2 separate regions of the Mus musculus genome follow, and region 1 is linked to region 2. The links are chromatin contacts, called in public promoter capture Hi-C maps. All regions are on one chromosome and are shown on one strand. The core of a region is the stretch at or near the end of the contact, and the rest is flanking DNA. Distances in the headings are between cores, read along the strand shown.

Region 1 (4,428 bases), core at 1,895-4,394, 3.0 Mb after region 2:
TCCTTGGTGCTGCGATCAAATACAGAACAAGAAGCAACCTCATGGAGGAGATCCACACCTCTCCTTTCCTACCCACCCATCTTTGTGTCCTCTTTTACTTATGTACTCACTTACTGTTTTGAATCCATTAAGTTCACATATTCTTGGATGTGTGACCTTCCACTGTGTGGCCACAGGGTAGTGGTTGACCACTGTGTAGTCAACTTCCCAGGGTCTATACTCATAGGAAATGGATTCTCCCTCTCCTAGCAGCTGTCAGTTGCTAGTGGGGCCTCCATGAGCTGTGGGACTTGGTGCATATCTCTGCTTTTCATCTTGGGATTTGAGCTGGCTTGATCATGCATGGTTCTTGTGCATGCTGTCACAATTGCTGAGAGTTCGTATGTGTACGTGCCCTGTTAGAAGGCGTTGTATCCCATAGCCATCCACCACTTCTGATCTTTACATTCCTTTTGCCCCTTCTTCCACAATAATTCCTTAAGCCTCAGAGGAAAAGGTATGATGTAAAGGACCCATTTGAGGATGAGCTTCTCTGATGAGGACTGAGAGATGAATTAATCTATGGGTATAACAGTAAGCTATTGGGAGTCAGTTTAATTCTGTGCCCATTTAACAGAATACAGAATAAGAGAAGTATGTTCTCCCTTAGGGACTATGACCTGTCTAAGGTTATTGGCCCAATAATGGTGTACCAGAGTGGGTACCATCTGGAGCAGGACTTGAATTCAATCAGAAAGTGGTTGAATGTCCTTCTTTAGGAATTAGTACAAAAGTTAAAATCAAGTCTAAGGCTATTTATAGCCATCTCTGACACTACATACCTATTTGAGAAGGAAGCCAATTCAGAATAAGAGGAGTGAAACCCTGAGAGGATCTTGAGGACATCAGTTAAGGGCCTGGGTCTATCCATGTCTGAATTTCATGGGTGAACTGCCCAATGATGAAAGTCAATAAGTTTCCTCTTCAGTTTCAACTAGTGTGAGTTGGATCTCTTTCAGTGGTGACTAAAAGGACTGACTAATACCCTACCTCAGGGCAGTTGTCAGAATCAAATGAAACAGCATATACAATCACCTAGTAGACTGCTGGCCCATAATAGGAACTCATTAAATATTAGTCGCCTTCGCAACAAGAGGAACCGGGAAAATGCCAGTGGACACAAGGCTGAGAACACAAGAAAGACACGTAACAACATAGCAAGAGCCTGGGGGCACTGAGAAGGGAAGAGATCAAAGCACAGCGGAAGGCTTGGTCTGGGCCTTTCTTCCTTGAGGGCAGTATGAAGAAACCATGGAAAAGAAACAAAGACCAAGAGGCTGAAGGGAGTTCAGGTAAGGTACCTCAGTGTCCTTGGGGCTAGAGTCAGGGTCTTCTGCAGAGTGGAGAGCACGGATACATCTGGAGGGTTGAGGAATGTCAGAGATCAGCTCATCAGCCAGAGCTGCTAAAGGAAAGAAAAGGCAGACAACTCCAAAGAAAGGGACCATCAACCATGGAAATGGGGACTCCAGTTGAAAACATCATTGACTATCTCTTTTCCTCTAAAGATTCTCCGGCCCTGATTTTTTGCCTATCTCTTAAGATCTTTCTTTAAAGGTTAATGTATCTGGTTTCCCAGGCAACGAGGTCAAGGACCCAAGCTCAGGCATAGCCCTTATCTGGGAAGGACTGCTGGAGAGTACTGCCCACCTCCACCTCTCTTGCTCTGCTACAGAACGAGAACCTGGATCCCAGCAGAAACTACTCTTCCACAGAAGCTCTGTCTGTGGTCCTGGGGTTCACTTTGCCCCCAGTATTTCCCTCAGTACTAAGGCTCACCTTACTCCTCCCTCAAGACTTCACTTGAGGTCAACCATACCGTCTCAAGCAGCACCAAGACTGGGCTCTAAGCAAATTGTTCTCAGTGCTCCTTTGGCTTGCTCCGTCCTTCCACTAAATTAGAGGTTGGCAGACTTTTTCAATAAAAGACCATACAGTAAATATTCCAAGCTTTCTGGGGCATACAGTCTGTGTGACAACTAAACAGTAAACTCTACAGTTGTGGAGCAAAAGCAGCCAGAGACAGCATGTCAGCAAAAGAGCATAGCTAAGTTTCAATAAAACTTTACTTATGGGCATTAAAATTTGAATTTCATGCAGTTTTGATGTTTCATGAAATATTATTCCTCTTTTGGATTTTCATCAAAGCATTGAAAGTTGTAAAAAAACAAAAAACAAAAAACTTCAACTCATAGTCCACGAAAAAATAGACGTGAAACTAATTTGACCTGTGGGCCCTAATTTGCCAACCCTCATCCTAAATCACAGCTGCAGTGGCTGTCATTTGTCACATTCCTTCTCCACTCAGAACTCACTGCTGCCTCCCTATTTGATCACCACTGAAGTCTCATTGGATTTGAAGGATTATCCTTATTTCAGGACATAGAAAACTTCTATTTCAGGGAGCTTTGGCAACTTGTCTTCAACTCTAATGTCTTTGAGGGGATAGCTGGGGTTCCCTGCCCCTCCCACCGCTCACAAATGCTCTCACCTCTTCCCTGAAGGACCTCCTACTGGTCTGGTCTGTTGTTACTTGTAAGCTTGGCTTGGTTCTCTTTACAATGGACAGGGTGCCTACCTGAGGACAGCAATGTTTCCATGTCTCTCCACAAACTGCCTAACACCATGGCCGGCCCATCTTAGCCACTTAAAAGAGAAAAGCATCACTGTATTTATTGTGTTCCTTTCAGTTCAATACTTCAAGCTTCAAAGGGTCTTCAGTGCTGACCAGAAACCCTGGCATGTTTTTTCTAGAAATTTCTGCCTCTCTTTGAAATAACCATGGATTGCTTCCTCTTCTTTTGCTCTGCCTTCTTCATGTTCTTCCCAGTAGTTCTCCCAATCCAACACACCTTGCTCTCAGCCTCTGGCCTCCCTTTTACAGTTCTGCAAGAAGAGAGGGGGCATGGCTTCACTGTTACCCCTGTTTCACAAAGCCCCCCAGGATCAGGTCCAGACTTCCCCCAACCCATTGCTTTCGCCCACTTTCTCTCACACCTAATGTCCAACCCCAGTCTCACCAAGCCTGAAGCTATTCTTTGAACAGGCAAAGCACATTTGCAACCTGGGGCTCCACCCCTTCCTTCCCTCCCTCCCTCAACTCTTTACTTCATTCCTTCCTCTCTGTGGCTTCCTGGACAAGTTTCCTTCCTACAAAGTCTCCCTGGGATACCCTAACCATCATCTTTACTTGTTTTCACTTCACTTCATTTCAACTTTGCTTTATTCTTTTTTCCAATGTCTTACTTTCTGACATATTCCATATATGCATTCATCTATGTGCTTCATTTGTATCACCCAATGGTTGGCAAAAGCTTAGCTATGGAAAGGACTTGACCTGATTGGCTCAGAGATGTAACCCTGTCCCCTAGAACAAGGACCACGCAGCAAACACATAGAAAACAGTTTTGACTGAGCTAAGAAGATCCACAAACCCCAGAGAATTTACTTTACTATTTATTTTAAATATCCTATCCCTAAAACCTCTTGTCCTAAAGTCTGGGTAGGCCTCCTCTCCTGGCATTAGAGAAGAGTGATTAGAGACTCCTAAAGATGTTACATAAAGCATCTTTATTCCCCCTTCTCCTCCTCCCCCACTCCTGCTCTGGACAGTATCTCCAAAGCCCACTGGCACTTGAGCTGTTTTTGAGGCCTTGTAAACTTTCTTTAACTTGGGAAGCCCAGGGTTCTGCTAGAAACCAACAGTGCAATTACAGGGCTTTTAAACTGCCAAGCTCCTTGGCTCTCTTCTCCCAAGGGGACTCTCAAAAGCAAGATTGTGTTAGGCCAAGGAGAAAGGAGGTAAAAACACTTCACTAGAGAGGAGGGAGTTTCCCGACAGCACAGCAACTGCTTGCTAGGGATAGCCCAGAGGGTTAGGATAAGCTACCTTGATAACAGAGAGGGTTTTACACCCCAAATCAGAACCTTAAACTGAATGGTGAGATTATAGGATTCTGCCAGACAAGGAACAGTTATATACAGGCATAGAGGCACTAGGTTCAGAGTTAAATACATTTCCTTGGCAAAGAACCCTGGAATTGGCCCTATCTGCTCCTCCAGTGGCATCCCCAAGGATGCCACCTGGGACCCTGAACACATGTCTGTCCATTAGGCACCTGTTGTGGCACAAGGATTTTATTGGTTTGTGTATCTGTAGCTGCTTGGGGCTCAGTGACTGGTTTTTAGGTGCCTGGAGTGTGTGATTAATCAATATTTACTAGATAAAGAAACTGCAAAATGGTAAGAGGTCCAAAATGCTTAGAAAAGGGATTCCCAACAAGCCAACTTTGTATGAACTGATAGAAGGGAAAGTGGCAAGGTAAGAGCTAGGCCCCTTCTTAGTTCAAAGCTACCAATCACATCTAGGACCATGGGGGTTGAATGTCA
Region 2 (4,262 bases), core at 1,155-3,654:
CTTTTTCTCTAGTGAAGAGCTAGGGAAGATGGAGGTTGGGAGCTTGGGTTTGTTTCTGTTTTCAGCAGATGCCTTCCCCACAGCACGGAGGGCAGGTCATACTGTACTCAGTTACATGCCACAAGTGCTTTTCCTAATAGTAAGGACCAAAGGGGCAAAGCTGTGGTAGCAGCTATGAAGAAGTGCCTTGCTTGTTTCATAACTTTGAAGCCATGCTGAGAGCAGCTTTGTTAGTGGGTGATTCAGCTATCCAAACCAGTGAGTGTGTTACTCCCGTGTCTTAACTGATATGGTATAGAAATATTATCATAATATTCAAGAATTCTTGCTTTGTCCCTCAGCGCCCATCTTCCATTTGCCCCTTTCTAACGCTCTCTGCCCTCTTCCTTTGGCAGTCTTCTGAAGGACCTTGGAAAGATTATGGCGAAACCTTGGGATTTCTGTCTTGTCACTTGCTGGCTATGCACGGTGTCACATGCCTGTGACCCAGCACTCAGGAGGCTAGGGTAGAAGGACTGTGAGCTGGATGTAGAAATTCAGCCAAGTCTCACAGGATTGAAGAAGGGAAGATTTGCCTTTAAAGCTATATAGGAAGAGAAAAACCAATGTTTTTTTTGTTTTACCTGCCTGCCTTCCTCGCTCTTTCCCTTCCTTCTGTTCCTAAACCCATCACAAATGCATTTTTTAAATTACACTTTTAGGAGGGATATGGGCCTCACTGCTCATGGAGAAGTCAGGTTAAAGATTCTAGCCCTAAAGTTAGCTCATAATGCCTGGAGCTGCATAATAAATAGTTTTAAAATTATCAAGCAATTATGTGTGCTTGTCTAACTAATAGTAAAAAGATTTTTTAGATTTATTTTTATGTTTAAGTATGTGTCTGGGGGTGCGCATGGAGGCAGAAGCAGGCGTTGAGTCCCTTAGAGCTGGCATTACATATTGTATAAGCTACCAACATTCATTCTGAGAAATGGACTTAGGTTCTTAGGAAGAGCAACAGACATTCTTAACTAACTGCTGAGCCGTCTCTCCAGCTTAACTTCTGTTTTTTAAGTTGAATAATTTTCCTTCAGGAAATACTTGCTTGCCTATCTCTTAGATATATAGCATGTGAACAGTTTGTTACTGGTATTACACCCTCTCTGTGCAGAAGAAAATTTATAAAAAGGACCTTTGCTAGATACTGCACATTTTTTCCCAGGGAGAATAGACAACAACTGTTTTTAAAGCTGAAGCCTGTAACTCAGACAAACTTCCACCTACATTGTAAACTCTTCAGTGCTTTAGAGAAAAGCCAGGCAGGGTGAATGAACTTTCACCTCCTCATGAGTGCGTGGGAATGTCCAGATGGCCTGGGACCAGGTCAGGGTGGGGGTGGGGATGACCAAGAGTCCTTGGAATAACTGAGTTTCCTAGTGTTGATAAAATTAAAGCCTACTTAATAATATTGACAAGTCACTCATTCACCTGAATATTTCTATATATGTTTATCTCATTTCATAAGTCCAGCAACCAGATTTTTTTTTTTTTTTTGTCCCTCATACCATACAAGTAACAGAGGTTTTGATTGGTGTGCTGGCTACTTTTATGTCAACTTGATCCAGACTAGAGTCATTTGAATAGAGAAGATTAGCATGGCCCCTGCAGAAGGATTTGTGAAGTGTTCCATATTTTTCCAGGGTGGGAGTGGGGGAGCGCCCTCTTAGAGGAAAGGGGGGGGGAGGGATGGGATAGAAGGGTTCCAGAGTGGCTAAGACAATTCTTCATTTTCTTGATTGGTGATTGATGGGGTAGGGCCCAGCTCACTGTAGGTGGGGCCACTCCTGGGCTGGCAATCCTTGGTGTAAGAAGGCAGTCTGAGCAAGCCGTGTTGAGCAGAGCCTGTAGGCCTCTTCCATGGCCTCTGTATCTGCTCCTGTCTCTGGGTCCCTGCCCTGTTTTGAGTTCCCACCTTGACTTCTCTCAGTGTTGGACTGTCATACAGATATAGAGTAAAATAAAGTCTTTTCTCCCCAAGTTCCTTTCGGTCATGATATTCTATCAAAGCAATAGAAACCCTAAGACAACTGGTAAACAATTTTGTGTAAAATAACTGAGTGACTGAGAAAAACTAAGATTTGCATCGAGGCCTGACTCTTAACATCTCTTCCCTATCTTGTTGCTTTACTTTCAGTTTCTTCAGCATGGCTCTAAAAACCAGCTGGTAGACAGACCCTCGATTCTGCTTTCCTAAAGTCATTCTTACAGTGTGTGCTGTGCAGCGTCAGTTACTTGGTGTCTTCCCAGGGCCTTAAGTTCTTCTCTTTCAGTCTTCTGGGGTTTGGAGGGAATCTTTAGGCGAGCCATTGCCACATGCTTTCCTGTGAACTGTGAGTGGTGCGTTAGCTCACTTCCTGTAGCCATGGATTTATCTTTAGCCCTTCCGAGGTCTCAGTAACAACACGAGCCTCCTGGGAAATGTGACTCTTTGGTGAGTGTTGAGGGCTTTATGTTTATTCTTACAAATATTTGCCTGTTCCTAGGGTCATTTTTAGATCAGCAGCATAAATTTATACTTTGTTTTTAAACTGAGATGAAATCCTGCAATTCTTTTTGGAACTATCTGAGAAAGAAAGTATGTAATCATAAAATAATAACTGATTCAGGACTTAAGATTCTTAGGTAGAATACATAAAAACATAACATGACTTGGGGCATGTCGTGAGTGTTTAAAATATTAGTTGTTTTTCAAGGCAGTAGTATGTCTTATGTATAATATAAATAATAAATACTAGCTGAATAAATGAAAGGCTATTTATTGGCAGTATTAAACATGATTCCTTTAGCTATAGTAACTGTATAAAATTTGTGGTAGTTTTGTCTTTGTTGTGTTTAGCAATATAGTGTTTATCTTTCTATAGATACAGATATAGATAGTATAACTTTCTAAGAGAACTAAACAGGTATTTCCCCCTAAATACTGTTATAAAAGTACAGGAAAAAAAAAAGGACTGTTGAATTTTGCACAGAGCACCCATCCATTTATCTTCCAGCCGCCATCATTTTTATTATGTTTACTTACTACATAAGTGTGTTCTCTTTACCCCATCTTCCTAAACTTGATGATAGATTTCAAAACAAATTACAGATATTTCCGTACACAGGTGTAAATTCTTAGAATCAGTATTCTTCTAAGGTTGATGAATTTGAGGGAGACACACTATATATAAATATATGTATAACTTGTGTATATAAACCCTAAAAATTCATTTGTTTCTGGTTTTTCAAGACAGAGCCATTTTGTGTAGCCTATACTAGAATCTGCTCTGTAGACAAGTCTGTCTTAGAACTCACAGAGATTCACCTGCTTCCTCCGCCTCTAGTTGCTAGAAGTGCTGGAATTAAAGGCATGCACTGCCACTGTCTGGCTTTGGTTGATGGTTGGTTGGTTGGTTGGTTAGTCAGTCGGCTTTTTAAGGCAGGGTTTTTCTGGGTAGACCAGACTGTTCTGGAACTTGTTCTGTAGACAAGGCTGACCTCAAAATCTGCCTTCTTCTACCTTCCGAGTGCTCAAATTAACCACGCGCACCACCACCACCTAGCTTGGTCGTTTTTGATAAACACACCCACTACCTTTGTAACCTGGAGCTGCATGAACACATAGGCTATATAAGTATAACCATGGAAAGTCTCTTTACAAGGCATCCCTTCTCAATGACCAACCCATCAGAAGGAACAAAAAATATTCCCCATCAAAGATTTTTCTCTGATTGAGATTCTCATATAAATGGCATATATAATGTCACATAGATGGCATATAAATCTGAAGAATAGTGTTTCTCCTTTACAGCCCTGGGAGTGAGGTTTGGAATTTGTAGTCATCCAAGAGACAAGCTGTCTCACAGACTGGCCGTGTGTCTCTCTCTCTCTCTCTCTCTCTCTCTCTCTCTCTCTCTCTCTCTCTCTCTCTCTCGTATTCTCACTAGTGATGTATGAGAATCTCAGTTATTCTACATCCTTAGTAACAAACAGTTGTTTCCACTGTTACTGTTTCTGGTATCCATGCAGTATTATCTCATTATGGTTTTGATTTGTATTTCCTGACAACTAGTGATATTAAACAGATTTTCACTTGTCCATTGGCAACTCGTGTGTCTTCCTGTATAGAGCATCTGTTCATATCTTTGCCCATTAAAATAATTGGGTTATTTGTTGCTACCGAGGAGTGGATGATATATATCCTGGATACTGTTCCTTTATTAGATCCATGATTTGCAAACACC

The links. Promoter capture Hi-C pulls out the DNA fragments that hold promoters and counts their contacts.
Region 1: a contact with region 2 is called in a promoter capture Hi-C map of pre-B cells. The contact joins two enhancer-like sites. A contact is called at or near these places in 2 of 39 promoter capture datasets (cranial neural crest and pre-B cells).

The regions. Positions count from the first base shown.
Region 1 is chr7:78,709,602-78,714,029 of GRCm38.p6, forward strand. It overlaps E430016F16Rik (RIKEN cDNA E430016F16 gene), which reads right to left. Exons shown (of 11, transcript NR_015542.2): 3 at 2,618-2,925; 4 at 1,341-1,398. Among named protein-coding and RNA genes, the nearest start is that of E430016F16Rik, 6.4 kb to the right of the region's middle. Within about 2 kb of position 3,145, at least 6 of the 459 cell types and tissues checked have an H3K27ac peak or open chromatin away from gene starts, as enhancers often do. A contact at or near this core is called in pre-B cells, where this site is marked.
Region 2 is chr7:75,667,282-75,671,543 of GRCm38.p6, forward strand. All of the region lies in intron 10 of Akap13 (A kinase (PRKA) anchor protein 13), which reads left to right. Among named protein-coding and RNA genes, the nearest start is that of AU020206, 110 kb to the right of the region's middle. Within about 2 kb of position 2,405, at least 106 of the 459 cell types and tissues checked have an H3K27ac peak or open chromatin away from gene starts, as enhancers often do. A contact at or near this core is called in pre-B cells, where this site is marked.